Linked DNA regions of Mus musculus: all the other regions are linked to region 4. The links are chromatin contacts, called in public HiChIP or PLAC-seq and promoter capture Hi-C maps. All regions are on one chromosome and are shown on one strand. The core of a region is the stretch at or near the end of the contact, and the rest is flanking DNA. Distances in the headings are between cores, read along the strand shown. Region 1 holds the start of Rad23a (RAD23 homolog A, nucleotide excision repair protein). Region 2 holds the start of Pkn1 (protein kinase N1). Region 3 holds the start of Adgre5 (adhesion G protein-coupled receptor E5). Region 4 holds the start of Ccdc130 (coiled-coil domain containing 130). Region 5 has its middle 11 kb from the start of Dand5.

Region 1 (3,938 bases), core at 1,382-3,881, 570 kb before region 4:
AACTTACATACTTGCCTGTCCCACCCACTTTTCTTTTGGACATGATCTCACTATAATCCTGTTGGCTTGGACCTCCACAAGTAGTCTGTCTTCTCAGAGCTGGGATCTAAGGCATGTCCTACCACACCCTGCTGCCCCACACATTTTGGTGGATTCAAAGACTAGGAAAGGTGGGAATAGAGGCCTGTCCAGAGCCAGGACTGCCAGAAGTCACTGCTGACCACCTGTCTTTCCGTTCTTTCCCAGGTCAAGTCCGGGACAATCTTTGACAATTTCCTCATCACCAATGATGAGGCCTATGCAGAGGAGTTTGGCAATGAGACGTGGGGTGTTACCAAGGTGGGTCAGAGCTCTTTGTTTACTCTAGGGGTCATCTGGGAGGACTGGCAGACAGATTTGAGCCAGGTATTAAAAGATATGGTTGGTTGGTCCTCACAGGCTGCAGAGAAGCAGATGAAGGACAAGCAGGATGAGGAGCAGAGGCTTAAGGAAGAAGAAGAGGACAAGAAGCGTAAAGAGGAAGAAGAAGCTGAGGATAAAGAGGATGATGATGACAGAGATGAAGATGAGGACGAAGAAGATGAGAAGGAGGAAGATGAGGAAGAATCCCCTGGCCAAGCCAAGGATGAGCTGTAGAGGCCACACCACCTGCCTTCAGGGCTGGACTGAGGCCTGAACACCCTGCCGCAGAGCTGGCTGCTCCCAATAATGTCTCTATGAGACTCAAGAACTTTTCATTTTTTCCAGGCAGGTTCAGATCTGGGGTAGATTCTGATTTTGTTCCCCTGCCTCCCCCATTACCCCCCCCCCTTTTTTTTTTTACTGGTGTTTGTCTTTAATTCTCCTTCAGCCCTCATCTGGTTTCTCATTTTTGAATCAACATCTTTTCCTTCTGTCCCTCCCTTTCTCCATCTTTTGGTCACTACCCTCCAACTCTAGGAACAGGGGTGTAGAGGAGAAGCCCTAGGCTTGAGATTTCATCTGCTCTCCTTCCTGCATCTCAGAGGAGGGCAGGAGAAGGGGGTGGTGTTTTCCCTCCCCCCGCACTGAGGAAGAATGGGGCTCTTCTCATCCCCTTTCTCCCTTGCCCCCAGGACTGGGCCACTTGTGGGGCAGCCAGTTCTAGCACAGCTCACACTGAGAGTGTAAGAACTACAAACAAAATTTCTATTAAATTAAGTTTTGTGTCTTCCCTATTGTGTCTCCTTCTCTGGGAGGATGTACATCAGGAGCTAAAAGCAGCCTTTCTCAGGTGCGGGTGACGTATGTTTCAGCTACTGGAGTTTGCAGAGTCTCAGAAATGTCATTTATATGTATCCCATAGTCTCTAAATGGGAGAGTAGCCATCAGGTCTTGATCCTAAACTCATAGACGTGTAAGTTTTGATTCTAGCACAGACCTCATTGACAGACTGACTAGAATTTAGTGAATTCAAATATTAGCCATCTTGGTTAAAAGTGGGATGGATCTGTTGGACTGACACCTAGGAAAGCTGAGCAAAGTTCACAGTAGTGGGGTGCATGCTGGTAGATAATAGTCAAAGGGACTGACTGAGCTCAGGGACAGTGATCTACTTTCCCCAAGGGCCCATGGTTCTAGGACTGAGCTGATAAAGATAGATTCCAGGATTGGGTTATGTAGTTCAGTTGGACACTTAGCTAGCATGGCCTGGGTTCCATCCCCACCACAAGGAAAAGAAGAGACTCATTGTTGAGTCTCAAGGCTGCCTTTTATACTCTAGTGTAGTAGGTTGAAGAATGGGCAGGAGGAAGCCTGTGTTCTTCACAAGAAAGTTGTGATCTAGCTTTCAATTCTGGAGTCTAGACTCAAGTGAAGGGAGGGAGGCAGGCCTTGGTTAATTGCCTGATCATTGGTGTGGATAGAAACACTGGGCAAAGCAAGCATCTAAGAGGATGGTGATGTTAGTTCTGTTTGAGAGTCCCTTAAATCACCCTGATGAACTGCCCTATCCTGAGTCTGACATTTTCATTACTTTTTGGTATGTGAGGGTGGTCTAAAGCTTCATGAATACTACCCCTTCCCCCCACGAAAAATGTAGGTACCTTAAGAGTTGGTGTAAGTAAGGAAAATTTATGGAGGGGAGAATTACATATTTAATATAAAAGAACCTTGAAAATGTTTGGATGAATAGGTAGGTCATTGCAGGATTACAAAGATGTGGGGAACTCATGAACTAGAAGTGTAAATTTATTCCAAAAATTAAGATGGTCCTTGAAAATGGGGTCACATAGTTGCCCTCCTCTACATTGATTGATGGTAACTTCTAGGCAGTCCTCTGCTAAGATTCCTTTTATTTTGACCAGATCCAAATTGGGTCACTTGAAATAGGCAGAATGTATGAAAAATAACTTAGGAGCAGAAATCTACAACAAACACCTTAAAAACTTTAAAAGTCCTTAGGAGCCATTTTGTGGGTATAATGACATCACTGTTAGCAGAAATGATGTCACCAAGACAGCGGAATGCTGGTGCACACAGCAAAAGCTCACAAAGCTAAGATTGCGCATGTCTAAGGTAAGGTGCAGCCGCGCATGCTCTAGAGGTCGAGGAGGGTGTCACCGGCGCTGACGATCGGCGGGCGCTGCACACTTGCCCCGGAAGTGCTTGGCGCGGCGCGGCTGGGCGCTAAGATGGCGGCGGCGTGAGTTGCATGTAGTACGAGGATCCCGGGGCTGCCGCATTGCTCCGGCCCCGCCATGGCCGTCACCATCACCCTTAAAACGTTGCAGCAGCAGACCTTCAAGATCCGCATGGAACCTGACGAGACGGTGCGGGCCGGAGCCCGGGGGCGGGAGCGACCGGGTGCCGGGGTGGGTGGGGGCAGGGATGCCGGGATCCAACGGGAGGGGCGGAGAGGACGCCGTGGCCAGGCCCTGCCCTCCCCCAGCAGCCCGACCTCCTCGGATCCCCCCGATCGGCCCTGCCCTGCCCCGGCGGCTCGGGCGCTGTTCCCGGGCCAGTCCCTGGGAGTTCCCAGGTCTGGCTCCCGTGTCAGCTGCGGGCTCCGCGTTCCCAGCCTGCAAGCTGCTCAGGTGGCACAGTTTGCCCTCAGTGCCAACGAGGTGCCGACTGGTGACTACAATGATGATAATAATAAATGGTCTTAATCTTAATAGTTTTGGTGGTCCGTCTTTGTTGGCCGTTTATTCTTTACCAGTTTATTCTTTACCAGAGTATTAGTGTCATCTTGCTGAGTCTGCAAAACAGTGTTGTCGTTTGGGGACTCCTGACTTTCCCCTTTTGACAACCACGGAGTTAAGGAACTTTGCCACGGTCACAGCCAATAATGACAGTGACAAGATTTTTTTTTTTCTCCATTTCACATAACAGCAGCCTAAACATGCTGTATGAACTTTTGTTTGGTTTTGCTTTTTGAGAGTGGAGTCTAGTCTTGTTCTTCTGGGCTCATGTGAACCTTCTTTACTTAACCTCCAAGTAACTGATATTGCTGTCTTGGGCCACCTCCCCTAAACCTTCTCAAAACATAGGTTGAAGCCATTGGTGTACCCTCAGTGAAGTCTAAGCTTGGTAGTCATGTTCATAATCTCTGAGCAGAGATTACCTGGAGTTCTAGGCCAGCCTGGGCTATGATGTTTTAGGCAAGCCTGGAGTTGAGTACAGAATAAAATCCTGTTCCAAAAATGGAGGGAAGAAAGATGACCTCAGTAAGTACAGAAAAGTTACTGTTTGAGGCCAGCGATGGATACACCGTTTCATTTTCTTATTACTGTTTCCCCTCCTAACCACATCCCATTGGAAATACAAGTTTGCTTTTCTTCTCACATCAGTGTCTTCTTCATGAGAACACTGACTTGTGTTTGTTCTGTTCCACAGGCCTCTGTAAAACAAGTTGTAAAACAGGTTGGGGATGGAGCTTTTGAATATACAAGGCCTGAGCTAGGGGTCTGTCCCCAAAC
Region 2 (3,991 bases), core at 199-2,698, 570 kb after region 4:
GGGTGTCAACTTGCTGAAGCAGCGAGTGGCAAGTGACCAAGGGCGGCAGGTGACACAGGACCTGGTGGGCTCCTCCTGGAAATGTCTAGACTTTAGGCTCCGTTGGTATGCGGTTTGGGGAAGAGACTGTAAGGAGGAGGCGGCTGGGGGACAAGGAAGGAAGCCTCTACTGTAGTCTTGAGAGTTCAGTGATGGAGTATTGGGCCTGTTCAGGGCTTAGGAAGATGAGTTTGGGTGCCCCCCCCAAATGATAGGGTGCAGAAGAAAAGCCATCCTGTAAGTCACTCACTGGCCACCACACATTTGGCTTGGCATGTGTGGTACATGCACGTGAACACACTCAATAAATGGTATAAAGATTAAAATAGGAGTTGAAGAGATAGAAGCAATACTACTCTTGTAGAAAACTCAAGTCTGGACCCAGCACCCAGGTGGTGCAGTCCACAAACAGTTTATAACTTCCTTTTAGGGCATCCCATGTCTTCTTCTGACCTCCAGAGGCACCCACACACATGTGCATAACTCACACAAAGAAACACATATATACACATGCAAGAAATTAAATATGAGTCTTTTCTAGCAAATAGTATAAGATTAGTCTTTTGGACAGTAATTAAAATCATTATCTCTCCTACCTTATAGGACTTTTAAGGAGATGTTTTAATCCTCCTCACCCAGTAAAACTTTTGTTTATACAAAGCGCCCCCCCCCCCCCCGCTCCATTCTAGGAAATTGATCGCTTGGAGCAGTGACCCCTTTCCCCTTCAATTTCCTCTGCGCCAATTTTCTCAGACTAGCCAATTGAATAAGACTGCGAGGTCACCTGAGTTAGAATAGAAACCATATGCACTTCCTGTCTTCTCTTTGCTTTTCCGCAGCGCACTGTCTTGATGAAGAGTAAAGTTTGCCTTGTTCGGACATTTCATTTTGAAGGATGGTCTCTTTCTTTGCCACCCCGAAACTTATTCCTAACACACATGAATCAAAATAAAGTCTTTAAAAAAATGAGCTAAAAGTGACAACTGCTGGCATTTATTGTGCACTTGGGATCTATACACTTGCCCTACTCTTCCTCAAGTTTTACAGACATCCTAGTCCTGAGGGGTATTGTGTTCCCCCAAGGCCCAGGACACTGGGATTTGAAGTCAGGCTCTCCCTGTGTTTGCCTCCCGGGAAACGGGAGGGAGGATGCCTCTGTGCAGCTGGGCCGTGTGTGTCGAGGGTGGTGGTGGACGGTGACCATTGCATTCAAAGGGGTTGGAGGCGGGGGACAAGGCCTCTGAGGCTCGCGGTCGCTTAGGCCCGCTCAGAGTCCCCTACGCTACAAGGAGCGCTTGCCGCACCCCACAGCCAACAGGGACCCTATTTCCCCGCTGCAAGCCCCGGGGGCCGCCGGGAGCCCCGCCCCCGCCCCGCCTCCTCCCCAGGCGCGGACCTCGGCGCTCACGTGACCCACCCTGCAGCCGCTGGGGCCGGAGGGCGCAGCTCGGCGGAGGCCTGGCCAGGCCGGGCCGAGCGCAGCAGGCCGGAGCGCGCCGCGCGCCTGGGAGGGTCTGGGCGCCGCGCCTCCCGCCGCACCCGCCCGCGCGCTCGCAAGCCCTTCCTTGGCGCTGGGACCCCTGGCGGGCGGCCGGAGGACATGGCCGGCGACGCCGTACAGGTAGGCGACTTGTCCGCACCCGCGGGGCGGCCAGAAGGCGCGGAGGACCCCAGGCACGGGTAGAGTCCCGGACGAGGTCCCCATCGGGAGCCCGCGCGGGCCCTTGTAGCAGGTGGAGGCGCCGACCGGGTCGGAGGAAGGGGTGCTGTTCGGGATTCTACCCCAGCATCCCCTCCTTTGGCCCTCCCCGAGAGTCAGCGTGTGTAGCGGGGTCCCCACTTCGGTGTCCGAGGCTAGCTGCGGATCCCGGTGCCTGTCGTCCCCACATCCTACTCTGGGTCCTGCAGCGTTCGGTTTCTGTCAGGTGCCGCTTCACCTGGAGCAGGTGCCTGGCACCCTGCCCCGGACCGGAGGAGTGCCCGGCCCGATCCCCTCCCCCGCACAACAAAGCCCGGGCCACCCCCGCCTGCAGACGTCTTTACGATGGTCTTGACGCCACCCAGATGGGCACCTGTTGGAGGAAGTGTCTAAGTCACTTCACTAGGCCTGAGGCCGGGTTCCTCCTTCCGCCTTGTTCCCCATAACCACCCTTCAGGCTGACAGATGGAGCTGTAACCCAGGTGGGGCGTGTCCTGTCACACAGACAGGAAGGATTTTATGTCTGGAAGGTGACAGGGCTGGGTCTCTACTCCCTCGCAACAGACACCTGTGACTGGCATCTGCCAGCCACATGGCCTTCCCTGTGTGACCTGTTGGGCGTTACTGAAGCAGGGTCAGGGTCGGGGTGACTGACTCCCCACTCTAATTCAGTGGCCCAAAATCTGAGATCTTTGTATCTTTGTGGCTCCATTAATTCGTCACCATGCAGTCCATTGTCCTGTGTAACTGGTTCTCATCTCCTTCTACACCTGCCCCCATGTCTCCCCTGTACCCTTCTGTACCCGTCTTCCCCAGTCCTGCTGATGGCCTGCCGGCCTTGCCGAGGAGCTGGGCGTATCTGGTGCTGCCGATCTCACAAGGTCAGACCTCCAGGCTGATGCACCGGTGCCGGCTCCCCTTCAAGCCCACTGAGGGCTGTGCAGGGCTGTCCCAGTACATGCATGTGCTTGGTGTGTCCCGAGTAGGACGCACATGGAGGCTGTGATTCCCAGAATGAGGCTGGACCTACATCTTGGTCCCCGTCCCGTCTTCTCCCTTATGTTCATTCCCGCTTGGACTTGCTGCCTGGTTCCACCGTCTCCGTGCCTGTCTGTTCTGTGTCTGGCAAACGGATGTCCTGTCTAGATTCTGGAAACGCCCCAGGCATTGAAATCTCAGGAAGTGGGGTTTTGGGTTCCTAGCCACTTTGCCAAGAGGGTTTCCCCAAGGTGACAGTTCTTGGTCTGCTGTCTGCAGATCTGTAATGGCAGGTGGAGAAGCTGACCTTCTAATTCCTCAAGACCAGGCCAGGCGTTTGCCCTGCTGCCCTCAAGTGACTCCTTGTCCCTGGGCAGAAGTGAGTCACCGAGGAGGAGGACCCAGGAGGCCCTGCCTCCCTGCCTGCATGCTTTTCACATTCCCAGGCCTTCTCTGCTGGAGGTGGGGCCAAGGACCTTCACCTCTCCTCTTTGCTTGAGCTGGCCCTGCTCCTGGCTGTGTACCTGCTTTGCCTGCTGGGTTGGGGGCGCTGGTGGGCGACAGTGGGTGGGGCCTGGTCATGACAGAGTATTGTTCAGTGAGGCCAGGTTTAAATACCAATGCTGCCTTCCCTAATGAGTTCTTGGGTCAAACACTTTTACCTTACAGAGTCTTGTTTCTGTTTTGGAGGAGGCAATGGGGTTAGGAATGGTATGAGGGTCTGGTGGTGGTAGTGCACACCTTTGATTCCAGGACTTGGGAGGCAGAGGCAGGGGGATCTCTGAGTTTGAGGTCAGACTGGTCTATAGAGTTCTAGGACAGCCAGGGCAACTCAGAAAAACCCTGGGTGGGGGTGGGGAGGTGGGGGGAGTGAGGGTGAGATGATGGCTATGCAGAGAGAGGTGGAGCCTCAGCCAGTTCTGTGCTTCTCTGACACCTTTACTTTGAACATAGAGCTTGACAGTCTAGGCTGGGAACCCACACCCCTTCCCAAGGCCCCAGCAATGGCCTTGTGTGGGGGTCATTGTGTAGTGGGGCTGTCCTGTGTACCTCGGAATGTTGACATGGATAGGTGTCCCCTGTATACTTTGGTTGTAATGACAACAAGAATGACCCCAGACATTGACATGCGTTTCTCAAGGCGATGAGAAGACGACCCTACCTTCACTGAGAGCACAGCTATGGCCTCTTTGAGCATCGGTTTCCCCCTATGGTGACTACTGCTCAGATACACAGTGAGGAGATGACAGGGTCACAGGATCTGTGCTCTTGGCC
Region 3 (4,135 bases), core at 1,022-3,521, 530 kb after region 4:
AAAATATTTATTTTATTTTTACAAAATGTTTCTTCTTAGTAGGGCAGTGGTGGTGCACGTCTTTAATCCCAGCACTTGGGAGGCAGAGACAGGCGGATTTCTGAGTTCGAAGCCAGCCTGGTCTACAGAGTGAGTTCCAGGACAGCCAGGGCTACACAGAGAAACCCTGTCTCGGAAAAAAAAAAAAAAAGTTGTTTTTTCTATGTGTTCATTTGACAGGAATACTGTGTCTTTATTTTTGTTATTAATTTTCAGTTTGTCCTTTATCAGTTTTGCCTGCTTGTTTTATCTGTGTACCAAGTGTATGCGGTGCCTGGGGAGACCAGAAGATAGCATCGGCTCCCCTGGGACTGGAGTTACAGAATTCTGGGAATCTAACCCTGTTTCCGAAGAGCAGCCAGTGTTCTCATCTACCAGTGATCCATCTCTCCAGCCCCAGTAGCACACATGGTCTGCAACTTCCTTTTATCTTTTCTCTCACACTGTGGATCAGGAGAGCCACAGACTCCCAGCAACCCTCTTGCCTCAACCTCGTGAGCTCTGCCATTACAGGTTGTGCGCCATCATAGTTCGCTACAGTCATCTCTCAGAACTTGGAGTTTATTTTTATTTTTATTCTTTGTTGTTTTGTTTTTGAGACAGAGTTTCTCAGTGTAACAGCCCTGGCTGCCCTGATTCACTCTGTAGACCAGGCTAGCCTCCAAATCACAGAGATCCACCTGCCTCTGCCTCTCAAGTGCTGGGACGAAAGGTGTGCGCCACCATGGCCCAACTTGAACCCAGAATTTACTAAGGTAAAAGGAAGGCCTGACACCCCTGGTAGTTTATGCCTGTGATCCCAGCAGGCTTAGGCTTTGGAGACAGGAAGTCAGGAGTTCAGTGCCATCCTAGGCTACATAGAGTTGAAAGACAGCCTGGGCTGTTTGAGACCAGACCGTGTTTCAGAGAAAAAAAGAAAAAGAAAATCAATATTTTGAAAAATCACTAGATGTGTCTGAGAATGTAGTTCCCTTGGTAGAGTGCTTGTCCAGCATACACAAAGCCTTGGGTTTGGCATTCTTCCCGCCCCCAACACACACACATGAAAAGAAACCATAGTTACACAAGTAACTCAAACAGGAAGCCAGTGTACATCACATGACTCTCTATAGACTGTGGCAAGGTCAGTGCGTGTAACCAAAAAGCCCTGCCGTGGTAAGCCATGTCCCGTGGTCAAAGCTCTCTCTTCCTCTATTTTAAGTCCTTATTACGTTTTTTGTTTGTTTATTTGTTTTGGCTTTTTGAGACAGGGTTTCTCTGTGCAGTCCTGGCTGTCCTGGAACTCACTCTCTAGACCAGGCTGGCCTCGAACTCAGTAATCCGCCTGCCTCTGCCTCTCAAGTGCTGGGATTACAGGCATGCGCCACCACTGCCCGGCCCCTTATTACGTTTTATTTATTGACTTGTTTATTTAGTGTTTGGGTTTGTGTGTGGCACCGTGTGCCCGTGAAGGTCAGAGGACAACTTCCAGGAGTTGGCTCTCTCCTTCCATCATGGAGGTCCTGGGTATCAGAAATCAGGTCGTTAGGTTTTGGGGCAAGTGCCTTTACCCGCTGAACCATCTTGGTAGCACTTCCCTCCCCCACTTTATTATTTTTTATTTTTGCGATAGACTCATGCTTCGTAGGCCTGGCTGGCCTGCAACTCTTAAGTGGCCAAAAACGGCCTCCGGTTTAGCCTCTGCTTTCCAGAGAACGGTATTAGTATAGGCCAACGCAGCCATGCCATGACCCCTTGTCTTTTTGGGCAAGGTCTTTTGTAGCGCGGGCAGGCTTCAAAAGCGACAAAACGGAGGATGAGTTGAACTCCTGATTAGTGCTGGGATTACAGGCTAGCGGTCCTCTGCCGGCTTATGTGGCTTTGAGGCTAGACAGGGCCTCGGGCAGGTTAAGCAAGCACTGCGCACACTGAGCCGCATCTCCAAACCTTGATGTCTCTCGTTCCTGGACAGTCAGCCCGGCAGGACCCTCAGTCCTCTTCTGGTTCTTATTTGGCCCCTGGCTTCTCTGAACTTCAGTTTCTCTCTTGGAAAAGAAGCCGACAAGTCCTGCTGATGGGAAAGGCGAGGGTCGCCCAGGACATCGTTCGGGTGGGAGCTCCACCCAGCTCTGTCCGATGTGCCTGGTCCCCGTCCCAGGACGCCTGAACCACACCACCCAGCTCCCCGCGGGGGCGGGTGTCGGAGCCGCGCGCGGGGGGGGGGGGGGAGGAATGTTGCGTTTGTTCCAGACGCGGGCGCGCGGCGCGCCCTGGGTCTGTTTCCCCGGCACTTTCCTGTTACTTTCCAGCGGGGAGGACAGTTCCGGGGAGGGCCCTGCTCACGCCCGCTGCATAAAAGCCCAGCCCAGCCGGCCGCCACAGCCCTCTATCAACCCCAGACGCTGTCCGTTCCGTGCCGCGCCACCATGAGGGGCGTCAGATGCCCCGGCCTGCTTGGTGAGACCTCGGGGTTGCGCGGAGCCGGGAGGGAACTCGCGGGACGTGGCCAGGAGGGGCAGGGACAGTCGAAGCCGGCGCACCTGTGCGCCCCAGAGGGCTCTCCAGGGGGTGTCAGATCCTAATGGGCTTGAGTGTTGCCAGTTTGGAGACTAAGAGGGAGAAACTGAGGCACGGGGGCAGTTAAAGAGGGTAACAAAGCAGGCATGGTGTCACAGGGCATTAGGGAGGCTGAGGCAGCAGGGTCACCAATTTCAGGTCAGCTTGTGCTACACAGCAAGACCCTGTCTCAAAAGAACAAAAGAAAAAGAAATGCAGGCTAGAGGCTGGGGTGGTGCCGAGGTCAAGAGCATTAAGAGAGGACCTGGCTGGGTCCCAGCACCTATATGGTGGCTCACAAGTGTCTGTAACTCCAGTTCCTGGGGATTCACACTGTCTTCTGCATCCACGGGCAACAGACATGCAGTGCACAGACATACATGCAGTGTACAATAATACATGCAGTGCACAAACATACATGCAGGCAAAACACATACAGTTTAAAAAAAAAAAAAGCTAAAAAGAACTGTAGGTTAAAGTACACTTTGCAAACTGTTGCCCAAACAGACGCTCTCAATGTGAAGAGAAACCCACGTGAGGGTGCCCATTTCTTCGAGGGTGGGAACTCCCCCTGCCCCAGTCTGTCCCCTGCTGTCTCCGTGCCAGGAACAGGCAGAGAATCTCCTTGGGACTTGTCTGGGACGGAGCTGCTGGCTGAAAGGAACTTACCAGGCTGTGGTTTGAACTTGGCTTTCATCATGACTTTCCCGCCCCACCCTGGGTGCCTCAACCGTTGTTTGATGGCTAAGTCACCTAAGTAACTTGACAACAAACAGTGAAAAAATGGAACGGGGCACCAGCTGGAGTTACCCCAAGATATGGAACTTGGGGCACAAACTGGGGTCACCCTAACCACAATGACTGGCCTGAGTGCTAGTGACAGGTGGCAGGCAGCTCAGTAGCCATGGACCTAGAACCAGGAAATAGAGTCCCAGGGTGTCACAGTTGGTGGCAAACAGCTGCAGGGGCCTGCCTGGCTGTCACTAAGCTGGGTCACAGTGACTTTGGGCTGCACTTTCCTCCTCTGTAAAATGGAACAAGACCAGCTGTATTTTACCATATTGTTTCAAGGGCCAAGAGTTTGTGTACAAACTTTCTGGTTTACAGTTTGAATTAACTGAACATGTGGGTGTGGTGTCTGTGTCTGCTATCAGAGTACCTAGCGAGTAGAGGCAGGAGGGTCAAAAGTTCAAGGTCATTCTCTGCTGTATACTGAGTTTGAGACCACATGATACCTTGTCTTCAAAACCAACCAAGCAGCCTCGCTAGTTGGATTCTCAGGTTTTGAATCCCAGTATTAGAGAGGCGGAGGCAGGAGGCTTCCATGATCCTGGGAGTTGGAGGCCAACCTGGTCTACATAGTAAGTTCCAGGCCAGCCGGAACTACACAATGAAATACTGCAGGAAGCACAAAGGCTGCCCTACCCCCACTTCTGGATTCTCTAAGCAGGAGTCCCTTGGCTCCAGTCTGAGCTTGGGAAGTTGAACCAGATGTGTCTGGGAGCAGAAGGGAACGGCTCTGCTCCCGTTTGATTAATTTCCAAGTCTCCAGATGTAGGCG
Region 4 (3,675 bases), core at 83-2,582:
AATGAACTCCAAAGAAATGGGAATTTCCCCAGGAATCTCATGGTGGGCAAAAGAAAGGGCGCCAGCCAGAGGGGGAAGAGAAAGTCTTCTGGAAAGAGATTTCACCCAGTTCTAGGTTTTGCAGACCAACTTACAGGATGAGACTGAAGCCCAGACAATGGTGGGTCAATGGTGGGCGGGACCACACCTTGACCAAGACTGCTTAGATGTGAGATCCTTGTACCTTTAAACCATGATCTCACACCAGAACTTAAGAGTGTCCCTTCCCCGAATCGCTTTCTAAAGTGCCACCATTGAATAAACCTCTTTTTTTCTGCTTTCTACTTTTTTGGTGGGGGTGGGGGGGCAGATTTTTTTCGAGTCAGGGTTTCTCTCTGTAGCCCTGGCTGTCCTGGAACTCACTCTGTAGATTCAGAGATCCACCTGCCTCTGCCTCTCTAGTGCTGCGATTAAAGGCGTGTGCCACCGTCCCCCGGCTTTGCTTTGTACTTTTTGTTTTGGGTTTTTGTTTTGTTTTGTTTTTTGAGACAGGGTTTCTCTGTATAGCCCTGACTGTCCTGGAACTCACTTTGTAGATCAGGCTGGCCTCGAACTCAGAAATCCACCTGCCTCTGCCTCCCAAGTGCTGGGATTAAAGGCGTGAGCCACCACGTCCGGCATTGCTTTGTACTTTTAAGATTTATTTACCTGAACAGGTGTTTTGGCTGCATATATGTATGCACCACATACTTGCCCAGAGACCTACAAATATCCCTCTGACTCTACTTCCCTCAGTCGTGGCACACTAGCACTCACCCACACACATACATATGTATTTTTTTGAGACAGTGTACTCCTGACAGGCCTTTGATTATGTAGACTACCTGCCTCTGCCTCCAGAGTGTTGGGATTAAAGGTGTTGGCCACCACGTCTGGTCATAAACATAATTTTTTAAAATCCATAAATAAATAGCCTGGGCTGTATTGGTAATCCCACTACTTGGATATCACAAGGCGAGTCAGAAATTCAGAGTCATCTTCAGCAATATAATGAGATGCAGGGTCAAACTGGGATACAAGAAAACCGGTCTCAAACGTCAGTCAAATCAAAGCTTAAAAATGACGAATCAGCTCCTTCGAAAACGCAACCGCCAGGGAGGGCTGGGCGGTGCCAAAGTAGATCTTCCGGGAGGAAGCCATCTCCAATTGGACCACTCCCGGTGGGCGGGGCTTCTAACGGCTAGACAGGCCTGAATTGGTCAGTCTGCAATAGCCTCAGCCAATCAAGATGACGAAAGTGCCTCGCTCCAGCTTGCGCAGGCGCTTTTGGGCCGCAGAGGCGGGCGCTCTGCGGGTTCCTGGCTCCGGGTGTGCTTCCGGGCTGGTGGAGGCGTGACGTCAGGGAGAGGGCAGGTAGGTACGGGGTGAGGACCGGTCCGCGACGGCAACGGGGGTGGCAGGTCCTCAATCCCACCACTGCGTCCTGGCACGGGAGATGCTGTATCTGCGGACGCGAGCGGGTTCCCAGGGCCCAGCCTCCGTTTTAGGCCAATGGCACCTCTAGGCGTCTTCATGCTGAAGATGAGCCCTCCTAGCCTGAATTGAAACATAGTGCTTGGGAACAGTAGCTTGGGGGCCGGCAAGGTGGCTTAGCTGGTAGTGGCGCTTGTGGCCAAACCTGACAACATGAGAGTTCGACCCCTGAGCATGTTGAAAGAATCGATTCTTGTAGGCTGTTCTCTGATCTACATTCTCACTTCGTTGCACACTCTGCCAACACACGCAGAACAAATAAATGTAATTTGTAAGGGGCTGGCGAGGTGGCTCCGCGGTTAAGAACTTGACCTGCTCTCTAGCAGAGGACCAGGGTTCAGTTCCCAGAGCTCACAGCTGCCTGTATCTCCAGAGAATCCAACCCTCTACCCTTTCCGGTCACCTGAACTCACTTCTGCACACACATACACATAACAAAAATATTTTTTATAGTTGTTAGTAAGTAGGAGAAATTTGAAATTGTCACTTTTCTTTGTCCCATGCCTGTTCTTCTCAATACTTAACACCTGTCATGACTCCCAAAGGCAGTCTCAGCGGCTGAATCCTTTAGAAAACTTTTTTTTTTCCCCAAATGGAGAAACTGGGATCCAGGTAGCCCCTGGCCCAGAGTCAGGCAGCTAGGAAGCAGCAGAGAGGAGATTGATGCCCAAGCTGTGGTCTGCTGTGGCATTTGAGGTCAGGAATGACCCTTGGCACAGAAGAGCCCCTGTGCATCCACCTGAGCAGACTGGGTGTAATCTGGCTGTGATACTACCTGTGGTGATTAGCCATTTAAGACTTCAGAAGCTGAGGCTGGAAGATCTGGAGTACTAGGCCAGCCGGGATTACACAGAAAGGCATGTCTCCAAAACAAACATGTTCAACATTGTAAAGCAGACCCCAAGCACATAGCACTTCAAGCTGGGTGTCCACACTACCAGCCCATACACTTTTTCATTATAGCAAACCCCAGAGTCACTCCCGCTCCCATTTCCCTCTGTTTTTAATTTTTGTTTGTTTTGATTTTGCTTTTTGAGACAGGGTCTTCCTGTCTGGTTCTGGCTAGCTTGGAACTTGGCTTTGTGGACCATACTGGTCTCGAACTCAGTGTGTACCCTCCTGGTTCCACACACACACACACACCCCGAATGCTGGGATTAAAGGCATACACCATCACTCCCTGGTCTGTATTCTCTTCTGACAGGCGATGAGCAGGCACTCCACAACAGTCAGACCCAGGTCCGCAGCTGGTAAAGAATGGAGCTTGAATTTAAACTCAGGTAGCTGTGCCTCGCAAACCTGGCTGGGCATTGAAGTACTTGGCCACCAAAGGTATCTGGGTCAGGACGTGTGATGATGACTCAGTAGGTGAAGACACTGACACCAAGCCTGGCTATCTGAGTTCCATCCCCCATGTGGGGGAAGGAGAGAGTTAACTCCTCCTCTGACCTGCACACAATGGCACAGTCACACCTGGACACACACACACACACAATGTTTTGTTTTAATTTAGGGGTGGAGAGATGGCTCAGTAGTTAAGAGCACATACTGCTTTTCTGGAATATCTGAGTTCAGTTCCCAGTCCCCATGTCAGGTGACTCAACGGCTGCCTGTAATTCCAGCTCCAGGGAGTCTAATGTCCTCTCCTAGACTCTCTGGGCACAAGCACACACTATTTAAAAATAAATTTCTCTTTTAAAAACCTTACCCCTGGAGGTGGTGATGCACACCTTTAATCCCAGTGCTTAGGAGGCAGAAGCAGGTGGATCACAGAGCGAGTTCCAGGGCTAAGGCTACACAGAAAAACCTTGTCTCAAAAAAAAAAAAAAAAACAGATACAAACAAAAATAAAAAATCCTCAAGACAGCTGAGAAGAGTGGAGAAAATCCTAAATAAATGCAGTTTCTGAATTCTGGCACTTCAGTTTGCATTTGAAGCTTTGCCCCACACAAACAAATGCCCTGCCAACATCAGCCTCTGATGCTCTGTGAGTCCTCCGGGATCACTAAATGAAGAAAGAGAAAAGGAATAAAGGCCATGGTTACTCCTAAGTGAAGCAGAAAGTTGATTGTAGATAAAAGGGAGAGCAGGGGCAGAGACATCTGGGGAGCCCAGAGTGCCAACGTGTCCAGATTGAGCCAGACCATATGGGAGAGAGGAGAA
Region 5 (3,914 bases), core at 1,081-3,580, 540 kb before region 4:
GTCAGGATTCCAATTTTGAACAATGGAATCTAGACCTTTTGGATACCCTAATTCTGGAATTTGAAACTGGGTTTTAGAATCTGTGTCCTGCATTCTTGGATCTAATCTTCTACATCCCAGGATTTTTGGAGTCTAGAGTCTTTTCTTCTTCCTGAGGCTGGAGACGGAACCTGCACATACTAGATAAAAGCTCTGTTGCCTAGCTCTGTCTTCAGAATCTCAGTGAGAAATCTAAGCAGCTGCTGTACTGAACATTCTGACCCTGACCCCCAGAACCTATACTGTAATTATGAGTTCGAGGACATGGATTACAAAAGCTGAGTTCTGGGTCTGGGTTCTTACTTCTGGGCTCTTATCTCTGTGCTCATCCAGGACCCGTCTCTCTGCCTGGGGTTTCTATAATTAAGCCTTCAACCACAACCCCTAAGGATAGGTGTAGAGGCGCCATTTGACCACCAGGGGCCGCCCTTGATCTAGATTTCACCTAGACTGATCTAGCTGTGGGGCTAAAAGTACTGGTATCACCCAACTTTTTGAGGGGGACTGAGAGTAACTTTCTTATGCTTCTCACCTGAGGACTGATGTCTCTCAGCTCTCACAATTCAACTCTGAATAGTGGGCCCGCTGCCTCCATAGGCCTACAAAAGGGACTCTCAGACACACAGTGTAAGATGTTAAACATTTGAAAAGGCTATGGAGGGCCCCTTGTGACAGCAGTCCCTGTAACCTCTAAAGGTTTGGTTGTTGTTTTGTTGGTTTTTGAGACAGTATCTAGGTAGCCCTGGCTATCTTGGAACTCACAGACACCTACCTGCCTTCAGAGTCCTGGGCTTAAAGATGTACACCACTGTGCCTTAGCTACAAGGTATGATTTTAACTATCATTGGATGATTCTGATGAGGTCCACGAGGTCCAGTGTGTTCTCCAGGACTGTGTCTGTGAGACATTACTCTGACAGGGCGTAGGAGTCCCTGTGCTATGTCATGCTGTGTCTATGATTGCATCGCTATGCCCATAAGGACCATAAGGGCTATAACGTGTGTCCCTGGAGGAAGGCATGCAGGAGTGTCAGGAGCAGTATATGGAAAGGCTGTGCCTCTGCATGAATGATATCTTCTTAGCAGGACAAGGGGGACATTCTGAGAGTATCAAGTTGAGTCAGTGAATAGGCGACAGGGCAGTGGTGACTAGAGACTTGGAGCAGGAATCAGCATTGAATCTCTCAGCCTTTCTCGGGACATTCCCTGTGTCTGGATACATCTGGCTCTACATCTGTCAACCCATGAGTAGACCCACCAGTCTCTCTCTGAACCTGGCTTCATCTAACTTGTGGTCCCACCCCTACCTCATCCTATTGCCAGGCACATCAAGGAGCACAGTGACCCCTCGCCCCCGAGTCTTGGTGCTTTCCTGTTCAAACCTATTCTCTTTCATATCCCTCACTGTTTCTGCCTACTTGGTTTTCTCCTTCTACCCTTCCTCCCGGAAGTCCCTCTCATCTCCCCATTCCTTCCTCTCAGATTCTAAACATTGCTTTTTCCATGTCTGCCTCTCCCACTTGCCCCCTTCTCTGTGTAGGCCAGAGGTTGTCTTTCTCAACTGTTTTCTGTTTCCTCCCTTTTCAGACTAGGTGTAGCTTCATAGCCTTCTCTAACCTGAAACTCACTATGTTGACCCTGTTGGCCTGGAATTTACAAAGCTCTTCCTGCCTGTGTTGGAACTAAAGGTGTTCACCACCACATCCAGCTTTCTACTTTCCTTCCTTTCTTTCTTTCCTTCCTTCCTTCCTTTCTTTCTTTCTTTCTTTCTTTCTTTCTTTCTTTCTTTCTTTCTTTCTTTCTTTCTTTCTTTCTTTCTTTCTTTCTTTCTTCCTTCCTTCCTTCCTTCCTTCCTTCCTTCCTTTCCTCCTCCTCCTCCTTCTTCTTCTTCTGCTCCTCCTCCTCCTCTTAGTCCTCCCCCTAGTCCTCCTCCTCTCTCTTTCTCTTCTTCTTTTTTGGAGGTAGGGTCTATTGCTGAACCTAGACTGGAAGGCTAGCTGGCCGGCATCCCCCCGGAATTCACCTGCCTCCACGTACCCAGTATTAAAGGCACAGGCCAAACTTAGGTCCTCATGTTTGCACTTGGCCAACTGAGCCGCCACCTCAGCTACTCCTCCCCCGACCCTTCCCTTCCTCGCTTTTTTAAGAGACAGGGTCCTGATATGGAACTGACACTAGCCTCAAACTCACGAGCCTCTGCTGCCCTTGCAGGATTTATTTACACGTGTCACCGAGTTGGTCTGTCCCCTTTCCCTTTCTTATAAAACTACTCCACCTTCTCTTGTCCGTGTGTCCCATCCCTAAATCTTGTTCATCTCTGTCTACCTTCCCTATCTTTAACTCTGCATTTCTCCCTTTATCACTGTCTCTCCGTTTTCCTTTCACTCCATCTCTGCTGTCTTTCCTTCTCTCCATCTAGGCCAGCCCGGGTGGGTCCGGGTGGGTCCGGGACAGCTCAGCCAGGGCGCCACGGTGAACAATGCAGCATTCAGGAGGCCGGCCGGCACCATGGCAACGCGCCCGCCCCGCCCTCCCCGCGCGCGGGCCGCGCGTGCCAAGAGGGTGCCATGGTTACATCAGGCGCGTGCCCACCCCGCGCGCCGCCGCGGCCCCGCACGATCTTACAGGACTGGGCCAGAAGGGGGCGCCCGATCTTTGTCTCTGCCTGGAGTCAGAAGGGGCTGCCATCTTCAGAAAGTCCCTTCAGCCCTCAGTGCCTTGGTTTTCCCATCTATAAAGTTCGGGGGGAGGGGGCGGTGGCAGAGATGTGGGAGAGGAAGAGGGAGTTGGGGAGAATGAGGGAGGGAGAGAAGGATAGAGTGTAGGGCTTCGGAGGATAGTTCTATATTGGGCTTCTGTATTTGATAGTTGGTGAGACTGTATATATATGGGCACATTTTTGTCCCAGTGTTTGGGCACTTGTATGTTTTACAAGAAGTTGTTGGGGTCGGTCCATGGTCAAAGAAGAATCCATTGCTGAAGGGGTCTGCAACCCTATAGGTGGAACAACAATATGAACTAACCAGTACCCCCAGAGCTTATATCTCTAGCTGCATATGTAGCAGGGAAAAGAGGCCCCTTGGTATTGCAAACTTTATATGCCCCAGTACAGGGGGATTGCCAGGGCCAAGAAGCAGGAGTGGGTGGGTAGTGGAGCAGGGCGGAGGGAGGGTATAGGGAACTTTCGGGATAGCATTTGAAATGTATATAAAGAAAATATCAAATAAATAAATAAATAAATAAATAAATAAATAAATAAATAAATGAGAATCCATTCCCACAAGTTGTCCTCTGATCTCCACAAGCTTGTCACCATCAGCAGATGACTAGACATGGCTATGGAGAAATAAATAAATGTAATAAAATATAAAAAAGTTGAATGGGGATGGAGCTTAGTGTGCTTAAGGCCTTGGGTTCGATCTCAGCGCCACATACAAAAAGGTGTTGACTTTCAGTCACTATGTTTATGAATTTGGAAATGTGTGTGTGTGTTGTATTTGTACTTCTGCCTGTGATGGTGAGTGTTGGAGACATAATGGTGTGTCTGTGGTCATGTGACTGGGTACCCATGTGGTATGCCTACGTATGTGGTAGGTCTCTGTAGTTGGGGTGCTGTTGCAAGTTCACATTGCCAAGATTGCTACGCTTGGTGTGTTAAATCCGAGTTGACTTGGAGTTTGTGTGTCTGGGGTCCATGCTCTCAAACTCATTCATATATACTTAGATGGAAATGGGTGTGGTTTCCAAGGACTACAACGTTCTGGTAGCCCCCGCCCCCCTCACCTGAGGGCCTCCTGGCACAGAAGGGGGTGCCCAGCTGCCTGGGACCTTGGACTCCCTACAGGTTCAGGAGAGCCCCAGTTGATGAATATTCAT

The links. Promoter capture Hi-C pulls out the DNA fragments that hold promoters and counts their contacts. HiChIP or PLAC-seq counts read pairs in DNA pulled down with a chosen protein or histone mark.
Region 1: a contact with region 4 is called in a promoter capture Hi-C map of pre-B cells, with 2.9 times the contacts expected there. The contact joins the promoter of Rad23a here to the promoter of Ccdc130 in region 4. A contact is called at or near these places in 22 of 39 promoter capture datasets (the 3T3-L1 cell line, 3T3-L1-derived adipocytes, the C10 cell line and 15 more), 7 of 484 Hi-C or Micro-C datasets (CD4 T cells, CD8 T cells, LSK cells and 4 more), 16 of 115 datasets of contacts at active chromatin or transcription factors (the NIH/3T3 cell line, astrocytes, bone marrow-derived dendritic cells and 12 more) and 3 of 9 other capture datasets (adipose tissue, liver and pancreatic islet).
Region 2: a promoter capture Hi-C map of pre-B cells shows a contact between it and region 4. The contact joins the promoter of Pkn1 here to the promoter of Ccdc130 in region 4. A contact is called at or near these places in 4 of 39 promoter capture datasets (cranial neural crest, embryonic stem cells, maxillary cranial neural crest and 1 more), 4 of 115 datasets of contacts at active chromatin or transcription factors (bone marrow-derived macrophages, double positive thymocytes, large pre-B cells and 1 more) and 1 of 9 other capture datasets (liver).
Region 3: a contact with region 4 is called in a promoter capture Hi-C map of pre-B cells, with 3 times the contacts expected there. The contact joins the promoter of Adgre5 here to the promoter of Ccdc130 in region 4. A contact is called at or near these places in 8 of 39 promoter capture datasets (the HPC-7 cell line, HPC-7-derived erythroid cells, cranial neural crest and 5 more), 1 of 484 Hi-C or Micro-C datasets (pre-B cells), 3 of 115 datasets of contacts at active chromatin or transcription factors (bone marrow-derived macrophages, large pre-B cells and pro-B cells) and 1 of 9 other capture datasets (adipose tissue).
Region 5: an H3K4me3 HiChIP or PLAC-seq map of craniofacial prominence shows a contact between it and region 4, with 4 times the contacts expected there. The contact joins the enhancer-like site here to the promoter of Ccdc130 in region 4. A contact is called at or near these places in 1 of 39 promoter capture datasets (cranial neural crest), 1 of 15 datasets of contacts at CTCF or cohesin (embryonic stem cells), 9 of 484 Hi-C or Micro-C datasets (cerebellum, cerebral cortex, embryonic stem cells and 1 more), 3 of 115 datasets of contacts at active chromatin or transcription factors (craniofacial prominence, embryonic forebrain and embryonic midbrain) and 1 of 9 other capture datasets (liver).

What each region holds. Positions count from the first base shown.
Region 1 is chr8:84,839,345-84,843,282 of GRCm38.p6, reverse strand. Rad23a (RAD23 homolog A, nucleotide excision repair protein) reads left to right here and starts at 2,631. Exons shown (of 9, transcript NM_001297606.2): 1 at 2,631-2,789. The coding sequence starts at 2,718. Calr (calreticulin) reads left to right here. Exons shown (of 9, transcript NM_007591.3): 8 at 247-339; 9 at 439-1,195. The coding sequence ends at 636.
Region 2 is chr8:83,696,636-83,700,626 of GRCm38.p6, reverse strand. Pkn1 (protein kinase N1) reads left to right here and starts at 1,448. Exons shown (of 22, transcript NM_177262.4): 1 at 1,448-1,660. The coding sequence starts at 1,640.
Region 3 is chr8:83,739,447-83,743,581 of GRCm38.p6, reverse strand. Adgre5 (adhesion G protein-coupled receptor E5) reads left to right here and starts at 2,271. Exons shown (of 20, transcript NM_011925.2): 1 at 2,271-2,475. The coding sequence starts at 2,445. It overlaps Gm46046 (predicted gene, 46046), which reads right to left and starts at 2,296. Exons shown (of 2, transcript NR_168527.1): 1 at 1,966-2,296.
Region 4 is chr8:84,268,059-84,271,733 of GRCm38.p6, reverse strand. Ccdc130 (coiled-coil domain containing 130) reads left to right here and starts at 1,332. Exons shown (of 10, transcript NM_026350.3): 1 at 1,332-1,392.
Region 5 is chr8:84,809,792-84,813,705 of GRCm38.p6, reverse strand. No RefSeq gene overlaps it. Among named protein-coding and RNA genes, the nearest start is that of Dand5, 11 kb to the left of the region's middle. Within about 2 kb of position 2,330, at least 121 of the 459 cell types and tissues checked have an H3K27ac peak or open chromatin away from gene starts, as enhancers often do. A contact at or near this core is called in cerebral cortex and craniofacial prominence, where this site is marked.